Regions from separate parts of the Canis lupus genome. Here region 2 is linked to region 1. The links are chromatin contacts, called in public Hi-C maps. All regions are on one chromosome and are shown on one strand. The core of a region is the stretch at or near the end of the contact, and the rest is flanking DNA. Distances in the headings are between cores, read along the strand shown.

Evidence for each region. Hi-C and Micro-C count contacts between places; a contact is called where the count stands out from the background.
Region 2: a contact with region 1 is called in a Hi-C map of skin fibroblasts, with 3 times the contacts expected there. The contact joins two enhancer-like sites. A contact is called at or near these places in 5 of 9 Hi-C or Micro-C datasets (amygdala, blood, liver and 1 more).

Annotation. Positions count from the first base shown.
Region 1 is chr20:5,432,016-5,435,791 of UU_Cfam_GSD_1.0, forward strand. The region is part of intron 3 of TMCC1 (transmembrane and coiled-coil domains protein 1); the gene reads left to right. Among named protein-coding and RNA genes, the nearest start is that of TMCC1, 73 kb to the left of the region's middle. Within about 2 kb of position 2,021, at least 2 of the 20 cell types and tissues checked have an H3K27ac peak or open chromatin away from gene starts, as enhancers often do.
Region 2 is chr20:5,606,735-5,610,510 of UU_Cfam_GSD_1.0, forward strand. No RefSeq gene overlaps it. Among named protein-coding and RNA genes, the nearest start is that of PLXND1, 20 kb to the right of the region's middle. Within about 2 kb of position 1,692, at least 11 of the 20 cell types and tissues checked have an H3K27ac peak or open chromatin away from gene starts, as enhancers often do.

The DNA of each region.
Region 1 (3,776 bases), core at 771-3,270:
TGATTTCAGGGGTCACACAACTTGTAAGTAAGGAATTTAGCTTTTGATTTCTGTAGGCTAGTTTTCTTTCTGTAACACTCTACTGCTTCCACAATATAATACAAGGTAAAATGTGTTATATGCCACAAGCAATATAAAAACATGTGTTTAGGGAAAGAGTAATTAATTATGTCCGATGGAATCTGGGAAAGCTTTGAAGGAAGGGCTTAGGATGTTAGTATGGGTAATGGGGAGTAAGGATCTCCTCTAAGTTAAAGACTCTGGGGGGGCAGCCCCTGTGGTGCAGCGGTTTAGCGCCACCTGCAGCCTGAGGTGTGATCCTGGAGACCCAGGATCAAGTCCCACGTCGGGTTCCCTGCATGGAGCCTGCTTCTCCCTCTGCTTGTGTCTCTGCCTCTCTCTCTCTCTCTCTCTCTCTCTCTCTCTGTGTCTCTATGAATAAATAAATAAAATCTTAAAAAAAACAACAAAACTCTGGGGAATAAAACAACTTAGTGTTTCCTTAGTAAATGTACACTCTTTGAGGGTATATTATGGACTTGAATGATAAGGCCTGTGACATTTTGGCTGATGTGTTGAGAGAAGGCCTACAACTGTCCACAGGCCTTGTAAGAGGTGCCATGTCTAGCTTTGATATCCCTCCCAACATCTAGTAGGACAACATTTTGTATACACATATCTCATGCAGAAATAGCATTTCAGGGTATTTTTTTGAATAATGAACAAATCCTCTTCTCTGTATCTTTTTTTTTTTTTTTAAGATTTATTTATTTATTTATGGTAGAAAGGCAAGACACAGGCAGAGGGAGAAGCAAGCCCCATGCTGGGAGCCCGACGCGGGACTCGATCCTGGGACTCCAGGATCGCGCCCTGGGCCAAAGGCAGGCGCCAAACTGCTGAGCCACCCAGGGATCCCCTCTCTTCCCTGTATCTTAAGTGTTGTGTCCTTTGGAGTTTTAACCATAGCCATACCACTCTTTTCACTTCTGTGAACTTAAATGCTGTCATACTTTCAGCCTCCAACAAATATTGGTCTCCAACTGGACCAGTCCTGTGATGTTCAGAATTAGTTCTCTCACTGCCTGTTGGTTATCTGCATAGGTAATTCAAACACGTCATTTCCAAATTTAAATTAATCATTATCTCTCATAACTTTTCAATCTTCTAGTATGTTTTCTTTGTTGTTTCCAAATTTGTGTGACTACAGAAGATATCATTTAGGACACTAGTTATAAATACAATTTTTATGTGCCACTCCCAGGATTTCTAAGTTAGAAGAAAACTTTTAATCAAGGCCCCACATGATTTTAGTGCAGTCAGCCCATGAGTTTGATAGTTACTAGATATGACTTTCTGAAGCCACTAGTCACCCATGTTGGCAACCTTAAAGAGTTATTCTGATCTCTTTCACCCCTCAATCACACAGTCCCCAAATTTGTGCCCTAGTTTGGGCCTCCATCCATCTCCTTGCCCTTTCAGATCCTTTGTCCACACTGCATGTAGCTTGTGAGAGCTATCTAAAGCACAAAGCAAATGATGCCATTTCCACTGCTAAAAAACCCTTCACTGGGTCCACTATTATGTGAGGAGTAAAGAAAGTTCGTTAAAAAGTCATGCAAGGCTTTCCGCAATTTAGCCCGTGTGGACTTCTTTACCTTATGTCATTACTGCCTCATACAGAACTTAGCACTTGTTTCCCGCACTTTTTATTCTTCCTGTAAAGTTTTCGTATTTCCATATTACGGCTTATGCTTTTAGTCATTCATTCAGCAAATATATATTACCTGATACATGCTAGGCACTGCAGATATTATGTGATATGATGTGATGTGATTCTTGCTCTCATGGAGTTTATAATCAGATGGGGACACGTAAAACATAAAATTTTCAACTGTGGCAAATGCTACTGGAGCTGATATCATAAGGACATTTGACCTAGTTAAGGAAGTCAGGGTATGACTTTGCTGAGGAAGTGAAAGAGATTGAAAGGATAAACAGGTTTATCTGAATGAGGTAGTCGAGCTGCAAGTACAAAGGTCCTAAGAAGGGGGAGGTTTGCTGAGTACGAAGGATAGAATGGCAGGTGTATATACTTGGCAAGTGTGCATGCATTCAGGTGCATACTGGTTAAGACTGGAGAGATAGGTGCAGTTCATATAGAGGTCTGCAGACAATTTTTTTTTATTTTTATTTATTTATGATAGTCACACACAGAGAGAGAGAGAGGCAGAGACATAGGCAGAGGGAGAAGCAGGCTCCATGCACCGGGAACCCGACGTGGGATTCGATCCCGGGTCTCCAGGATCGCGCCCTGGGCCAAAGGCAGGCGCTAAACCACTGCGCCACCCAGGGATCCCTCTGCAGACAATGTTAAGCAGTTTTTCTTCACCTAAGAATGATGGTAACATCAAAAAATTTTAAGCAAGGCTTGGGGGAGTGGAGTGCAATGTCAACTTTGTGATTACAGACTATCATTACGTTTATAGCATGGAGAGTAGGTTGGAGTAGGTTTAGATAGAACGTAGATAGATGAGCCAGCAGGCTATTATAGCAGTCCAAGTGAAAGAGAACAGTAGTTTAGACCCTGAGATCATGACCTGAACCGAAGGCAGACACTTAACCACCTGAGCCACCCAGGCGCCCCTATCCGACTTCTTTTTTAAAGAATCACTCTGGCTGCCATGTGAGTAGACTGCAGGGAGTCTAGGGTGAAAGGAGAATGGTTAGGAGTCTGTTGTAGAATTTAGGCGAGAAATGATGATGGCTGAAACCAGGGTCTTAGCACCCTTAAATAGAACAGTGAAGTCAAAGCAAGAGAATAACAATGATCAGTTTGAAGGTCTGGAATAGGATTTCCCTAGAAGGAAAGGAGAGTTGATTAGCAAGAGAGGAGTTCTCTGTGAAGAAAGGAATAATGAGCCTTGATGTAAATCTTATGCAAGAACATAAAACATCTTAGAAAAACTATTAAGTTACTACAATAGAAGAAGACCCAATGAAAGAATAATAACTTAAGATGGCTATTGAATGTGTGTTTTAATGACTGTATGCTAGAGATAGGCCGTGTTTTGAACAGTGGGAAGATTCATAGTGGTCCTGAAGTCAAGTATACATTTTATGGTATAAATTTAGATTATTTAAGTAAATGCTTTGAAATTTCAATGTATTATATAAATGTGCCTCCATATTAGGATACTATTAATGTTTAAAAATAAAGTGATAACATCAAGGGAAGAAATGAACAGAATTAGGGGAGAAAGGTAGCCTTCAGATTCAAAATAGATCTTTAGTTTGGTTTCATCAGGTTTTACATATAATCATTGTTTCATGGTGAGTCAAACTTTGAAACCCTCAGATTACTTGTAAGATTATTCAGTCAGATTTTATACTTCATCCTCAAATTGAAGAGTGGAAAATAATTATCACATTAAAGTTTGCTTGATTATAATGGAAAACAGTTTAAAAAGGAAAAAGCTTCTGTCCTGAATTTGTCATATACTAGCTGAGTGATTTTATTTTATCTTATTTAGGGGGGAGGGGGCGGAATTAGGTTTATTTATTTATTTATTTATTTATATTTTTAAATTGGAGTTCCATTTGCCAAGATATAGCATAACACCCAGTGCTCATCCCATCAAGTGCCCCCCTCAGTGCCTGCCACCCAGTCACCCATCCCCCGACCTACCTCCCGTTCCACTACCCCTTGTTCGTTTCCCAGAGTTAGGAGTCTCCCATGTTTTGTCACCCTCTCTGATATTTCCCACTCATTTTCTCTC
Region 2 (3,776 bases), core at 442-2,941, 170 kb after region 1:
AAGTGTTTAAAAACTGTTACTCTGGGGATCCCTAGGTGGCTCAGTGCTGCCTTCAGCCCGGGGCGTGATCCTGGTCCCACGTCAGGCTCCCTGCATGGAGCCTGTTTCTCCCTCTGCCTGCGTCTCTGCCTCTCTCTCTGTGTCTCTCATGAATAAATAAATAAAATCTTTAAAAAAAAACCCTCTTATTTTGGAAAGTTATCATTACAAATGTTATTAGCATGCAACTGATCAAAACAACATAAATATATTACAAATAAAAAAAATTAAAAAAATATATTTTGTTTGAATGCATTTTTTAATGAGTTGATCAGATTTCCCTGGTTTTGTGTACCAGTGGATAAATATTCCTTATGTCTATGATGAGACAGTGTTCACTTTCATCTCATCCTAGTTCTCATGTATAAGCACTCAGAGGTCTTGTCACATAAAGAGGCAACAGAAAAGAAAGGGAGTGGTATTGGAGCAAGTTAACTCTAAAATTCCTTTAACTTCCTTTTGAGTCTTATGCCAAATCAATAGTAATCCATCATCAAGCATTACTTTTTGTTGCAACTAGGTGATAGGTAAGTTAGCGTTCATTATACTGGTCCCTCTGCTTTTGTGTATGTTTCCATTTAAAGAAATTATGTTTAATCTCTATTGGTTGACAAGAAGATGAGGGCCCTCCTGCAATTTTGTTACAGGCAAAACATGGGAACTACTTGCCTGGCAAGAGGATTTCTTCCCAAGCTTTGGAGCCCTTAGAGCCCTTCTTCCTCTCCAGACCCAGAGCAGGACTTCCAACTGGCCTTTTGTTGACCTTGGGTCGGGGGCATTTGCCTTTCTTTCCCAAAACAAGAAGCTGCTTTTTTAAAGAGTCGGTGCCCCATTTGAAGACTGTGGTGAGTGAGGATGATGAACCCCTTGACCACAGGCCTGGGGAAATGGGTCAGGCCAAGAAGGATGAAAGAAAGATTCCATCTCAGAATGCAAGCGCATTCTTTGTCTGCTCCATCCTCTCCCATGAGCCTTGCCCAGACCTTGGCACTCTCAGGGGAGAGGACCTGGGAGCTGCCCAGGGTCATTCAGTTAAGAATGGTGAGGCTGGAAATCTCTATATCCATCTTCTCAAATTACTTCAGCCCAGGAAAGCTTAGTGAATAAATTTCAATTAAAATAAAAGCTCACAGGATACCCACGGGGTATTTTATTTTCAATTAAAATAAAAGCCACGGGGGTCAGCCCAGGTGGCTCAGCGGTTTAGCGCCGCCTGCAGCCCAGGGTGTGATCCTGGAGTCCCCGGATGTGTCCCGCGTCGGGCTCCCTGCATGGAGCCTGCTTCTCCCTCTGCCTGCGTCTCTGCCTCTCTCTCATGAATAAATAAATAAAATCTTTAAAATAAAATAAAAGCCCACAACTAAATGTGGTCCTGGAGGGGACCCTGGGGGTGGGGGTGGAGTGGGGGGAGCTGGTGGTGGGGTAGGGGAGCATGCTGTAAAAGACCTCCTTGGGATAAGTGGCAATATTCGAACAAGGTTTTGCAGTCTAAGTAATAGTATTGCCTCATGATGAAATCCCCTGATCTTGAAAACTCTGCTGTGGTTGTGTAACAGAATGAACGCCCTTGCTCCTGGGAAGTACTCATTGAAGGGTTTAGAGTCTAGGGGCGTCACGTCTGCGACCTACTCTCCGGTGCTTGAAGGGGGATGTGAATATGCAGAGAGTGGGTAAGAATGCGAAAACTTGGTGAATCGGGGCTAAGAAGGGGGTGCGAGAGTTCTCTGTACTGTTCTCACAACGTTTGGGTGATGGAAACGACCCGAAAACGAGCAGGTGCGGGAAGCCTGGTCTCTGTCGCCCCCGGGTGGCCGGCCTGGGGCGCGCAGCCTCCGAGTCCAAGAGCCTCTGGCCGCGGCGCCCGACCTCCCCGGGTCCCGGCGGGTCCAGGCGGGTCCAGGCACCCGGCGGGCTCCGGCCTCCCGCGGCCGCACCCCCCTACGCCGGCTCGATTTCCCCGCTGCTCAGATCCGTCTGCCTCTGCGAACAGCTAATGTGAAGTCACATTAATCTCGGCTTGAAAGGAGTCGGAATTTCAGAGCTTCCAACTCAGATCACACGCCGTCTACAAGTAGGGAAACCGAGGCCCGGAGAAGACAGGAGGCTGCGCATGACTAGGACCAAGGTCCTCCTGTGCCCCTTCCTCAGCAAGCAGGGCATCCAAGCGCCACCGAGCCCTAGTCTGGGTCCGGCCGCCTGACCTCCCCCACCCCCACGCGCCTCGGCCTCACACCCGCCCGCCCGCCCCTTCCCCCGCCGCGAGCCCTCCCCGCCGGTCTCCCGCGCTGGGACGGGGACGCCTGCGGACAGGACCCTCGCGGCTCCCCGGGGTGCCCACGGCGCCCGGCACAGGGCGGGGACGTCAGCGCGGGCAGGAATGCTTGTCCCCGGGCCCTTCACCCCCCGCCCTGGCTCCGCTCCCAGGTGACCGCCCGCGAGCGCGAGCGCGAGCGCGAGGGAGTGTCCTGCCCGCGGCGTCCGTGGTTTCCGAGGAGCTCGGGGCCGGGAGCGGCAGGTGCGGGGAGGGCGCGGAGGGCGCGGGTTTGCGCCAGCGGGGGCCCCGCCCCGTGGAGGCCCCGCCCCCTGGAGGCCCCGCCCCTGTGGCCCCGCCCTATAGAGGCCCCGCCCCCTGGAGGCCCCGCCCTCTTCCCCGCCCTGTGGCGGCCCCGCGCCCCGGGAGCATCGAAGGGCTCCGCGGCCTCGGACGACCCAGGCGGGCGGGCGGCAGGGCCTGGCCTCGGTGCCCTCCCCGGGGCCCGACCTGGACGTCCCTCCCCAGCCCGCTTCCTTGCCGCGCCCGCCGGCCGACCCGCTCGGGCCTAGGGTCTCACCCGGGGACAATGGCAGGGGCGGAGCTGCAGCGGACGTGCGGACAATGGGCCCCCGGCCACCCGGCCGACCCGCGTCCGGCCTTTCTCGGCCTGGGCGGGGCCGCGGGGCGAGGGGGACGCGGAGGTGGCGCTGCTTCGGGCCGCGAGCCACAGCCCCTCCCCCCGGGACCCTCTATACCCCCCCCCGTGCCCTCCCCCGGGACCCTCTACACCCCCCCGTGCCCTCCCCCGGGACCCTCCCATGGCGCCTGTCCTGGAGGCCAGGGGTCCTCCCCAACCCACCTCTGCCCTCAGCGCTGCCCACCTGCAGGCCTGGCGAGGGGAGCAGGGGTTTTCAAACATCCCCCCCACCCCCCGTTTTTTTTTTTTTTTTTAATTAAGGTAAAATTTACCTAGAGGGAAATGGACAGATCTCAAATGTGAAGTTTGATGAATTTTTGTTTCTCAGAACAAGATAGAACATTCTCAGCTTCCAGGAAAATTCCCTGGGGCCCCTTCCTAGTTGATCCCTGACCCTAACCCAGCCCCTGGCAGCCACTGATACTTTTTCTTTCTTTTCTTTTCTTTCTTCTTTTCTTTCTTTTCTTTTCTTTTCTTTTTCTTTTCTTTTGGCGTTGGGGATTGAGGTGGGGGAGGATGGAGTTGGGAGGAGGGAGGAGGGAGTGGAGGGAGTGTTCGGGAGGTCGGAGGGGTTTTGCTGTTCTTAGTTATGGTGGTCTGATTTTTTTTTTTTTTTTTTTCTTTTTCTTTCTTTCTTTCTTTCTTCTTTCTCTTTCTTTCTTTCCCTTTCTTTCTTTCTTTTCTTTCTTTCTTTCTCTTCCTTCCTTCCTTCCTTTCTTTCTTTTTTTTTTGTCTCTATAGCTTGGCTTTCTCTAGAATGTCCTAAATTGGAAGCATACAGTGTGG